2 separate regions of the Ovis aries genome follow, and region 2 is linked to region 1. The links are chromatin contacts, called in public Hi-C maps. All regions are on one chromosome and are shown on one strand. The core of a region is the stretch at or near the end of the contact, and the rest is flanking DNA. Distances in the headings are between cores, read along the strand shown. Region 1 has its middle 42 kb from the start of TMX1. Region 2 holds the start of LOC114115851 (putative uncharacterized protein FRMD6-AS1).

The links. A called contact is a pair of places that touch in the nucleus more often than the background predicts.
Region 2: a Hi-C map of tail adipose tissue shows a contact between it and region 1, with 4 times the contacts expected there. The contact joins the promoter of LOC114115851 here to the enhancer-like site in region 1. A contact is called at or near these places in 3 of 16 Hi-C or Micro-C datasets (skin fibroblasts and tail adipose tissue).

The regions. Positions count from the first base shown.
Region 1 is chr7:42,335,231-42,341,430 of ARS-UI_Ramb_v3.0, forward strand. No RefSeq gene overlaps it. Among named protein-coding and RNA genes, the nearest start is that of TMX1, 42 kb to the left of the region's middle. Within about 2 kb of position 3,926, at least 5 of the 54 cell types and tissues checked have an H3K27ac peak or open chromatin away from gene starts, as enhancers often do. A contact at or near this core is called in tail adipose tissue, where this site is marked.
Region 2 is chr7:42,720,934-42,727,411 of ARS-UI_Ramb_v3.0, forward strand. It overlaps LOC114115851 (putative uncharacterized protein FRMD6-AS1), which reads right to left and starts at 4,516. Exons shown (of 1, transcript XM_027972248.1): 1 at 3,755-4,516. The coding sequence starts at 4,516. The coding sequence ends at 3,755. All of the region lies in intron 3 of FRMD6 (FERM domain containing 6), which reads left to right.

The DNA of each region.
Region 1 (6,200 bases), core at 2,676-5,175:
TGAGAAATGAATGAACTGATTTTTCTGGCTCCCAAGAAGCCTGGATCTCAGGGTGACATGCGTGTGGAGGTGCCACCAGCAAATCAGGAAGTTGCCTCCTTTCCTTAAACCTTCATTACATCAGGTGCCAAGAATATTTCTGAGGTACTATTTGTTAACTAGCTCAACCACCAATACAGGAAGTAGAAAAGATAATAATTGTGTTTCAGATTAAGCTCTTTTCATGGAAACATGGAAATGCATCCTCTCCCTCAGTTGCCTTTAGCCTAGATGAGGTGTATTCAATCTCAGCTGAATAAGGAAAGCTGGTTTGTATTTCTTTTAAATCCTGAGCCCATGAAACTGGGGGTGGTGCCAAAAGAATAAAAAAAAAAGCTTATTTCATGCCAGAAAATGGAGAGTGGGCTCTGAGAGGGCTATGTTGGAATGCTCAGGCTGCATAAAAATACTAAGATGAGTGCTAGGCAGTGTATTTCTCACCATCAGCTGATGGTCTGAATCACTTGTGGAACTTAACATGGCTCTTGGGCTGCTTCCCAGGCCCGTTGAGTCGCACATTCCAAGAGCTGGGTTCAGGAATCTGTACCTTTTCAGTTCCATAGATAGTTGTGGGACAAAGCCAAGTGAGAGCCCCTGGACGGGTGCAAAGAGGATGAGCTCTTTATGCCATGTTAGTCGCTCAGTTGTGTCCGACTCTATGTGACCCCATGGACTGTAGCCCTCCTGGCTCCTCTGTACGTGGAATTCTCCAGGCAAGAATACTGGGGTGGGCTGCCATTTCTTTCTCTAGGGGATTTTCCTAACCCAGGGATCCAACCTGGGTCTCCTGCATTGCTGGCAGTCTTTACCATCTGAGCCACCAACTTAGTTCCATAAATTCAAGGAGCTAATTGTGTTTTTTATCCTAGCTTCTAATTTTTTTTTAAAATTGGAGTACAGCTGATTTACAATATTGTGTTAGTTTCTGCAGTGCAGCAAAATGGACCAGTTATTCATACACAGATATCCACTCTTTTTTTAGATTCTGTTTCCATATGTCATTACGGAGTGTTGAGTATAGTTCTTTATGCTATACAGTAGGTTCTTATCAGTTATCTATTTTATATATAGTAGTGTATCTATAGCAATCCCAGTCTCCCAGTTTATCCTTCTACCCTCTACCCGCTTGGTAACCATAAGTTTGTTTTCTACATCTGTGACTCTATTTCTGTTTTGTAAATAAGTTCATTTGTACCATTTTTTTTTTAGATTCTGCATATAAGCAATATCATATATTACTTGTCTTTTTCTGTCTGACTCACTTCACTTAGTATGATAACCTCTAAGTCCATCCATGTTGAAAGTATGAGTTGATCTATATAAACTTGGAGAGATTCTTCTTAATATTTTGTTGCTGTGATTGTTTTTATTGTCCTTACTTGGGGAGATGAAGATGCAGATAAATATCTATGGTAGATTCCATTTTCATTAAAGGAATGTTAAACATACTGCCCTCCGACTTCCAGTTTGGTCTGGACAAACTGCAGCGGTTTCAGGAGATCAGCAGGCGGGAGGAGCGGGAGGTCAGGGGGTTACTCCCATACCCCTGCCCATCCCCTCCTTGCTTGGCCCTGATTTGGGCAGCTGGTCATAGCTCCCACGAGGCAGCCTCTCTCTCTCAGCCATGAGCCTGATAAGGTTTTGTTAAGGTAACGTCATTCCTTCCTCTTGCCCCTTAGGCTTCAGGGTGGTAAATGTCTCCTGCTATTTCCAGCTGCTGGTTGTCTTACCATTCCCTTAACCCTGCCCACACCTTTTGTGAAACCACACCATTGGTAAGCTAATAATGCTCAACCAGTAATCACCCTATACCCTGCTTTTTGGTGCTGGGCTGTGACTTTGCAAATTACACCCTTATTTGGGACCGCTCCCCACCAGTTCTGTACCTGTGGGGTGCAACAGGGAGCCTTCAGGGGCCGAGGGACCTGGTCCTCCCATAGCTTATTCCTCCTGTTCCAGGGGCCTCACGACAGCCTGTCACCCCGCAGCGGGGTCCAGCCCTCTGTCTTTTTCTAACACTCCCGGGACTGTCCTCAGTGCTTCGAGTGCTGGGTTATAACAACCCCAGGCTTTTCCCTCCATTCCCTGGCCCCAGGAGTGTCAGCTGCTTTTTCAGAGTTACTTTTCAGTGTTACCTCAGAGTCCTTTCACATATTCAGATCTCTAGTTTTTTTTCTTTTTATCGTGAGAAGGAAATGGCAACCCACTCCAGTACTCTTGCCTGGAGAATCCCATGGATGGAGGAGCCTGGTGGGCTACAGTCCACGGGGTCGCAAAGAGTCGCAGATGACTAAGCGACTTCACATTCATTCATTCATTCATTCATAAAACACAGAAAATCTATCGTCTTAAACATTTTTTTTTCATCTTAAACATTTTTAAGTGTCCAGTTCAGTGGCATGAAGTGATCTGTTTCCCATTGTTGGAAAACACATCTCCAGAACCTCTTGATCTTTAAAAACTGAAAGCTCTGTGTCCATTAACCAATAACTCCTCTACCCTACTCCCCCAACCCTGCAACTACCCCTCTACTTTCTGTCTGGATGAATTTGACTACTGTAGATACTTCATGTAAAGATTTCTGACTCTTTAAATATTCTCTTATTAAAATATTTGGCCTTGCTTCTGTTTTCCTGATTGGACTTGGACATATCTCGGTAAACAGTTCCTTCTTTAAATAATTTTCTATTAAACTTGTTAAGGGTTTCCCAGATGGCACAGCAGTAAAGAATCCATTGCCAATGCAGAAAACGCAGATTCTATCCCTGGGTTGGGAATATCCCCAGGAGAAGGAAATGGCAATCCACTCCAGTATTCTTGCCTGGAAAACTCCATGGGTAGGGGAGCCTGGTGTGCTACAGTGTATGAGGCTGCAAAGAGTCGTATATGACTGAGCACACATGCACAGACTCCTTAAATGAGCCCGCTGATTCCTCCTGGGATCCTGACTGATATATTTTCATGGTTAGATAACAGTTGTTAAAATAACAGTAAAGGTGAAAGCACTTTTAAAAGTAAAAAATACTATGTGTGCTAAGTTGCTTCAATTGTGCCAGACTCTGCAATCCTATGAACTATAGCCCTCCAGGCTCCTCTATCCATGGGATTCTCCAGGCAAGAATACTGGAGTGGGTTGCCATGCCCTCCTCCAGGGGATCTTCTCCACCCAGGGATCAAACCTGTGTCTCTTAGGTCTCCTGCATTGGCAGGCAGGTTCTTTGCCTCTAGCGTCACCTGGGAAGCTCCCCAAACTCTGTGTATTATTACTGGTATTAGCAGGGGTAATATTTCAAAAGAGGCTTCTGCAGGGTCCCTTGAAGCACCAGCATCCAGGGAAGGATGGTGACAGACACTAGAACATGACTGCAGTCTCAGAGTTTCGACAGACACTTCATGGCTCTAGGCCTGAAGGTCAGAATGAAAAGCCAAGATAGGAACTCTGTCCCCTTTCCGCAGAGGGTGTGGGGAACATAACAGAAGTTTCATATTTATACTCACAAATTAATGTGAGGAAGAAGCTGGAGCGTCTGTGTCCTTAAGTGATATTGAGGCTCTGGCTTTAATCAAGGCAAGGCTCTGATCCCAGATGTTGGTCCCCAGCGATTCAGTGACACTTCAACATCCTGACTTAAAATGAAAAGTCTGGTTGCTTTTCCAGGGTAATAAATGACTGGAAAATCCCCAAACACCAGCCAACTCACAAAGGCCAGAAAATCCTTGTAGCCATATCCCTGGCCAGAGATTTCCCTGCAGGGCGAGGTCCCCCAGCCTCTTTAAGAGGAACCCTCCTTTCTGCCTGGGTCAGCTGCTACAATGAGGCTTCACTGTCTCCCAGGGGCTGTAAAGGGACGAGGAGGCTGGGCCACGAGGTATTGTGGGCCAGTCCAGTGAGGAGAGCCTTGGCTTCCTAGACTAGAATGCCCTGGCTGGCTGGAATACAGTCATCCCCTGCCAGGAAAGAGGGCCTCAAAACACCGGAGGGAGAAGAGTGAGGCGTTTCTGGAACAGCAGTTAACCAAGAAAACCTGGGCAGCAAGGGCAGGCTCTTGCTTTCTTCTGGAACTGTTTGACTGGCTTGATTGGTCTCTGTACTTGGATGGGGTAACCGTGAGAAAAAGCTCATATGCGTGAGTTTTGTGGCCGGATGTTACAGGACACCCACACGAGCTGCTCCTCCAAAGTCCAGGACTCTGTCGTTGTGCTTAGTCGCTCAGTTGTGTCCTACCGTTTGCAACCCCCTGGACTGTAGCCCGCCAGGCTCCTCTGTCCATGGAATTTTCCAAGCAAGAATACCAGAGTGGGCTGCCTTTCTTTCTCCAGGGTTCTTCCTGACCCAGGGATCAAGTCCGCATCTCCGGCGTCTCCTGCATTGGCAGGCATGTTCCTTACCACTGAACCACTGGGAAGCCCCCAGGGCTCTATAAACGCCCAAAATTATTTGCAAAATTGTGTGTGTGTGTGCACACATGGGGATTTGGAACAATTTTCTGGGGCCTGTAAATGTCATCTGATTCACAAAAGGGTCAGTGTTGCCTCTCTGCCTCTTTCCCCAACCCCAGGTTGAGAACAGCCCTAGATTATGAGTCCCTGGAGGGCAGGACCGTGACGTTCACCCTTGAATCTCAAACAGCACCCTGCGTGGTATGATCTGTGCATAGTCTTTTTGTGTTTTTGTTTTAAAAATAAAATATAGATTTTATTTGCCTCTGGAAATCTTAGTATTTTTGTATTTCTTTTTTCCCTGGAATTGTTAGCTATATATAAAATTGAAAAATGTTATTTTTATGGAAAATCTTATGGGCAATTGCAAGCACTTTTGTTTATCATTTAAAATTTATTTTAATTTTTTTTATTGAAGTATACTTGGTTTACAATGTTGTGATAGTTTCAGGTGTATTGCAAGGTGACTCAGTTTTTTCAGGTCCTTAATTTGTGCAGTCTTTTAGTGAGTATTTGCTAAATTGAGTGTATTTTATTTTTTATTTTTTATTTTTTTTAAAGGAGGAATTAAAAACATTTTATCTGTGTATTCAGAATCACACACAAATTACCTTTACAGTTCAATTTACTATATAGAAATCATTTGGGTTTTATATTTTCAGTTAAATTCTGAACTTACAATATTGATTTTTTAAAAAAAAGACTGTTACATTAATTCAGTACTTTTTTTAGCATACCAAATTGAAATACATTAAGATCAAACTTTAGATTTATGGCAAACAGTCTTCAAATACAACACAAACATTTTTTAAAGTTACCATATTGTTCACATGTGGTACTTGCAACTCTGAGCTGTTGTACACAGACTAGCTCTCCTTGAAATACGGCAAAACTGACATGCCATGAAGAATTGAGCGTATTTTAGCAAACTTCAACTTCTAAGTAATTCACAATAAATGCTTTTCATCTTGAGGGTGGACTTGTGACGGGAGACCCTTTCCAGGGTCACAGTAACGGGTTCTTCTGTCCGGGGAGTGACTGATCCAACATGAGTCAGCATCAGAGGAGATAAATCCTAGTGTGAGAGGCTGAGTGCTAGTACTGGCTTCTCCACCAGTAGTCTCTGCTTTTAGTTTCTCCTACTTTTGTCATCTGAAAAATCATAGTCTCTTCCTATTTCTCTTACTACTCAATCAAGTTTTATGCAGAATCATGATAAAAATGAGAGAAAAGAATTTTATTTTATATTCAAAGTCATGGTACTAGCCCAGATAGATGAAATAGAAGTCGGGTACTTGCTTTCACTTCCGGGTTATCAGAGAGGAAGAAAAAAAGACAAATTGAGGGAGGAAAAAGAGATGTAGTGAGATGCTGTCACTAAGACAATTATAAAGTAACATGACATAGTGTAGGTGAGTAGGGAAGAAAGGTAGCTTTGAGTCCCTCACTTTAAGATAAAACAGTAGAAATGAGTCAGAATAGTGAAAAGACTATATATTTTAACAATTATCGTCTTCTTGACTGGAGTTATTTTCTTCCTCATTTTATTTATGACTCCTGGTATAAGTGAGAAGTTCAGATGATGGGATGGGATAGGAGGTGGGCACCATATTTCAGTGATTCTAAAAGGCACATTTTCCACCTTCTAGCATCTCTGGGGATCAGTTGATGGTGTCAGCTGGGCTCACTGGAGACGCAGTTGTAAATAGTGCTCCAACTTG
Region 2 (6,478 bases), core at 3,266-5,765, 390 kb after region 1:
GATTACAGGAGACTCGGTTTTGATTCTGGTGTTGGGAAGATCCCCTGGAGAAGGGAATAGCAGCCCACTCCAGTATTCTTGCCTGGAGAATCTCATGGAGAGAGAAGCCTGGTGAGCTGCAGTCAATAGGGTCGAAAAGAGTTGGAAAAGTGACTTAGCATGCGTGCAAAGGGACGTTTAAGACCTTCGAGTAGGACTTTTAAAGCAAATTTGCTTTAAAATGAATGGTTTTGCTTTTTCAATGAACTTTAGTAATTACCACAGAGAAAAAGGAGCCTAATTTCTTTATTATGACCTTCAGTCAGAATGATGAACAGAATTTAATTTGGATGAACAGAATTTAATTTAATTTAATACTTTTTCTTTAAAAGCTAGTATGTCAGTTTACTGGCATCTCCCTTTGACTAGAATTTATATTTCGGCATTAAAATATACTGTAAGTTCCAAATTCTCTTGAATTATGTATAAAAGATAAAAAAGAACTAAATTATTTTCTTCTAACATGCTGAACTGAGCTTAATTCTTAAGGTACTCTTCTGGTGTTTGGAAAATACTTTGTATAGGGATGTAAATTATAGCAGTTCACATCTCTTCATTTTCTATGTAACTGTGTTTCTGACATAAATATGTGTAACTATCACCCACCAAAGCTTAAGCATGTTCAATTACAAAATGAGGCTACAGCCATTGTCCTTGAAAACTATGCCTTCATGCGCCTCTTCATTCTGTGCTCTTTTCCTGAGATACTGTAACCCATAGTTCCCACATGTGTCTCCACATAGAATAATATGGGCCTCTTGAAAACATCCCCAAGTCCAGGTCACATCCTAGGCTAATTAAACCATATTCCTGGAACACAGGCATCGGGAGTTTTTAAAATCCCCAGGTGGTTGCAATGTGCTACCAAGTTTGAGAACCACCACTTCAACCAACTTGTTCTCAGATTTTCTTTCATCCTTCCCATCTCAGTTGACAGGGAATGTCTGAAGCCCACTCTTGGCCTTCCCATTATCCCTCCTGCATATCTCTACTATACCAAGCATAAAGTTCATCTGTTCCCTCAAACTATAATAAGATGCTATTTTTAGGTTTAAATCCCAGAGTCTAACCCTGGGCTTGTGTAAGGGAGTACTCAATAAATAAATTTATGGGATGAATAATATCTTCCTAATAAAACTAAAAAGCAAAACCATACAATATTTATATTGCTATGGAGAAAGCTTAAGATGTGTTTTAGGATAATGTTTCACTTGATGGTCAACATCTCATATTTAGGAAAACATCTCATCATACCAATGAAAATAAATCCATACCTACACATCAAAGAGAATCATAAAATATAACTTTAATTACCTACAAAACTGCATTATTTATTATAATAAGCACAGAAAAACGTTTCCTGTGGTAAGAAACTTCTAAAACAACTCATCCTTTCTCAGTTCCAGTTCCATCTTGAGTGGACTGTGTTTTCCAAAGCAGTCCTTCCTGAATCTTATGTTGTTTCAGGGGTTTATAAAACTGATTTTTAAGAATTTTAAAGTACTTAGTTCACAAAATGTAAGATGTGAAGAGTCTATGTTTATCATGGTATTCATACTAATAACATGATCATTATGATTTTAAAAATTCATATAGTAAATTTTGCTATAATCAAATCCTAGACAATAAATCCAATCTTAAACACATGTTTTTTAAAAGTAGTTTAAAATATTTTACTCCCTGGGTTATCTAATTACTTCAAATTTCAGCAATACTTCACAATCCAACGTTATTCTTTATCTGCTAGATTTTTATGCATGAAGCCTGAAAAAAAAAAAAATCAGATTTAGGAACTGTTTTCCATGATAGTGTTATATTCCTCACTTGTCTCATTTATGTTCACATATGAAAACTTGGGTTATCTCATTAGATATCAAATTAAGACCTTGTCAACTGTTGTTCAATATGCACTGATTCTGAATGCATATTAAAGTCAAAAATGAGAGGAAAAAGTATAAACCTCCACTTTTAAATATCAACGTTGTAATCAACTACCAAACAAATTTTTAATTTTAGTCTATTAATTAAACACAACTCATTCAAACGGCAGTCTTTGGAACATAGTTCTTGTCCTCCTTCCCACAATGGAGTCATGACTTTATCCGAAATAAGCTCCCAACGGATATATAGATTGCGGAAAGACAAAAAACATCACCATCCCCAATATTTCTAATGTCATTGTTCCCAAAATGTAAAAGCTGTGAAACAACTATTTCTAGTAAGCTCCGGCTGTGGACACAAAACGGAATTTCTTTTGCCATGTAAATAAGGCACAGAGGCATACCTTCAACAGGTAACTTTATTTTTGGATCAAACTATATATTTGGATCAAAAGAGCAGGGCAATTTTAAAGCTGGCTTCTGTTAGCATAAATCTGATTTGGGGTAGTGTCCTTTGTCAGGTCCTGTTTCCCTGTCTCCTTGTCACTTCCAGAGGCACCTCATCAGTCCCTTAGTGAGGGGCCCCGTGGGCGTTACAGCCGCCCCTGGCGAGGGCTCACCGGATTAGCAGGCACCAGAAGACCTAGGAGGGTAGAAGCCCCGGCGCGGGGAGCGGGTAGTTCTGTGGGTTGCGGGCCTGGGAGCCAGGTGGAGGCTGGTTCTTCTCTCTTGTCTCCAGTCCCCCAAAGCTGGTCCAAGTGGCGCAGGCTGGCTGGAAAGGTGTAACCTACTCCTTCCCTAGACCCAACAATTAAAAGGTGACCCCCAAAAAAACACTCCATCTCCTATCTTGAGTCTTAGTGCCCTAAAAATACCTTCCATTGGCCTTTTGCATCACTCCCTCGGCTACCAGCGAGAGCAGAGGGGGTAAAAATAATTTCCGAGAGGTCACTGGCGCTAAAACCACAGCGAACAGAGACTGTGTCTACCTGAAGACCTGGAGAGGCAGTTAGCGGGGAAGGCTTGACTTCCTCCGCGGGGCCTCCTCCATCCAGCAAAAAACCGGCGAAAGACCGGCGTCCCGAGTGGTGGATGGGCAGGTGGGTGTGGGACAGGACTGGAGGGAGTAAGGAATCGCTAAATTGCCTCCGCTGGGACCGCCTCCTCGCCCAGTGGCCTCCCCTGAGTCGTTCCGAATTACTAAAACGAAGCTCAGGCCAAACTGCCGCCCCCGGCCAGCCCGACTGAGCTCGGGAGGTAGAGATACAGGGAAGCAAAGGCCGGGTGTCAGAGGGGCCCATTAGGCAAGAACTAGGGGGAGCTGACAGTGTCCCCTCGCGCCTCCGTCTCCGCTTTGCTGGGAAGAGCCTAGATGGCTGCGGTCCTAACATAGCATCCATCTGCGGCTCGCCTCCCTCCCCAGGACCCCGGAGGCGTGGCGAGCTCGGCTTTCTCCCGCCTCTGACTCGCGGCACCCCTCCGCGGGACTCTTGGTTGGGCCCGGGGCGGGGCCTGCAGGCGCTCCACGTGCGGTCGCGAGCTCCAGGCTCTGCTGCAACGGCTTTGCCACTGCCCCCGCCACCTCGGGGCGGGCTGGAGGCGGAGCCTCAGGGGGCGGGGCGGGAGGCGTGGGCGGGGCGGACGCGGAGCGCTCGTCTGGCTGCCCAGGGCAAGGGGCTGAGAGTAGGGCAGGCGCGGCGCAGACAGGAAGGCAAGGAGAGCTGGGAATAGTCCGACGCCCGGTGCTGCGGACCTTCTCCGCGGTAAGAACAGGAGCCGGGTACCCGGGGACTCCCCTAGCCGACCTCCAAGACCGGCCACCGCGCCCCCGCCGCTCATTCTGCCCCCTGCCGGCCGGGCGGCAGCGGCGGCGGCGGGACGGGACCTCGGGAGGGCTTCTGGAAGTCGCGAGCCCCAGTCCAGGCGGTGTCCCCTTCTCCGCGTCTTTCTTCTTCTCGCTCTCTCAGCGCTGGGCGTCGGGCACCGGACTGGAAGGAAGGTCGCTTCTTGGCGAGTCGGAGCTCGCCCACGCCGGGAAGGGAGAACGGGGCCTCGGGGCAGCCGAGCCGGGCAACGAGGAAGGTGCAGAGCCTTGGGCAGCCTCTGCGGCGAGGGGGGAGGCTGGCCGGGACTGTGGGCTGCGACCCCGGGATCGGTGCTCGCGCTCGGCTCCCGGGTGGTCGGGCTGGGGACGCCTGCCCGTCACGCCCCGTTGCTGTGCCCGGGCGGCGGGGCCAGCTCTTGAGTCCCGAATGCCTGGGTGCCGCCTGTTGTGCGCGCGCCGGCCCGGGCAGCCCGGCTGCGGGAGGGGACCTGAGTCTGTCCCACCGTCCCCGTGAGTCCCTGGTCGGGGGAGCCGGAGACTGAGCTCTCCCTCGGCGACGCCGGAAGGGGGCCTCGGTGGGATGGGAGTGGGGGGCGCGGCCTGCAGTAGTTGGGTTCCTGGAGGAGCTGGCGACGCGCAGGCCCGGCTCCGGGCCGAGGAGACCCCCAGCTTGTGCCCGAGGAGGGCCAGGAGCTGTCAGGGATGGACAGCTGGGGGCCATCCGAGTGAGGTCCACGGGAATTACAGCAGCCCTCTTGTCCCGGGACAGCATAATCTAATGGTGAGGGCGTTTTCTTGAAGGCAGGAAGAAATGGAAAGCTGTCAAAATAAGCACATTTTAAAGTTGAGGTGAAAGTTGGCGAATTTTCAGGCCGTGCAGTTGTTTAGTTAGTGTCTAAAGAAATATTAGCTCCTTGACATCCTTTTCGTTTGGAATTCTAGCAAAAATCTGTTTTGCCAGTATTTCCCTCAGGAGTTGTGCATTGCCCACAGCAGGGAAGGAAAACTTCAGCAAGCATTCTCAGGTTGCTTTTAACTTCAAGTTTGTGCTCTGTAACCTTTTTTGAGTGTTCAGAAAAAGTATCTCTTGCTGGATTTCTCATGTAGGATTCCGTCTCTTCTTCTCTGGGACCTGGCAATGTTTGTTTATTGGTTTTTATAAGCATCTATATAAATTTAGTCCTTGCACGAAATACTCCCCCGTTGCCACAGGGTGTAGTTTAGGGATTAGAGAATTCTATTGGAGAAAGCTGCTAGTGGCTTCATTTTCCAAGAATGTAAGTCATTTCCTTTCTGTGATTTCAGGGAGTTGATATTTCACAGCATCAAAACTTTGTGGGGAAAATTTTCCGTAATACATCTGTCATTAAAAAGGCTTTTGACTTTTGGATTTCTCTTCTTAGAACAGAGCATAAGTTTAGGCTCAGCACTGTTAATGGATCAGAAGTTTTTCAGAATCTGCAGCATTATGAAACCATTGTAGAAAGTAATTTTAACAGGCACCAAAACCTACAGACCGCCTGCTGGGTAGAAGGTGGGGGAGGGGAGAAGAACAGAAGAGAGAGGCAGGAAAACAGATGCCTGTGCTGTTGTCCTTTGTAGTAAAAAAAAAAAAAAAAGCTTCTAGCACTTAATCATTTTTCCTTGGGTGTGGTTTTGAGAAATAGAAGTATTATGTTAAAAATGAAAATACTCCACAATATGAGACAGCTGACATTTGAATGCTCTTTCAGTATGTTTGTAAATATATTGGATTTATATTTCATATTAAAATGGACTTCTGGGATTATTAGATGAGAAGGGTCCCCCAGGGAATATCTGCTATCCAGTTATCTGCGGGATATCTTTTCCAGAAAGCAGACCGTCTGTAATATGAACTAATTCTCCCCCCAGCACCCCCACCCCCCACCCCCAAGCCCCCACTTTGAATTGCTTGTAAGAGTGCCTGAGATCTGACACTGATGGACCACAGTAATCACCAGTTCTTGCAGGGCCCCAAACACTTTAAGGGACAGGAAATCTTTCTCTGCTTCTACCCCCCTCCTTTTTGGGGGCAACGGGGGTGGGTAGGCTACTAGCTTCAAATACATAATTTGAACTTGAGAATTAAGATGCTCCTGGCTCTACCAGAAAGCCTAATGGGCCAGGATAAAAACTGTTGCTTCTGAAAGGGAAATGTCCATGTGCTAGGTAGTAAGTTTTAGCTACAAGTTATTTAAAAACTCATTCAAATAGACTAGCTAAATTGGATGGGGAGGTGGGGAACTGTAGCCCTTTTTGAGATTCTGAACTTTGTTTCCACTTTCGACTGCATTTATAAAGCTTTTGGCTTTCAAAACTTATGACATAATAGACTCTGTAGCCTTTTGTGGCAGATGCTTGAAATGAAAGTTTCAAACAGAATTGTTTTTGACTAGGCTATCAAGTTCAGAGTTTACTGTAAATGAATCCTGTCTCAGAACTAACTTTTTTGATAAAGGAATTCTTTGTAGTTTTCAACTTGGATGTTGCACATTTTGATTTCTGAGGCTGTGGGTTTAAAAAAAAAAAAAGCTAAAACCTGCAAATAATTATTTTAATACATGAAAGCCCGTACCAAGGAAAGATTCAGTCCAGATGTAAAAATGTATGTGAATTTTAGATTTGTATGATCTCAACTAGTTTCCCCTTTTGTTGATGAGGCTGCCTGGATCCCAGATGGTATTTGTAAATTATCCCTTAGGTGGTTTTCAGA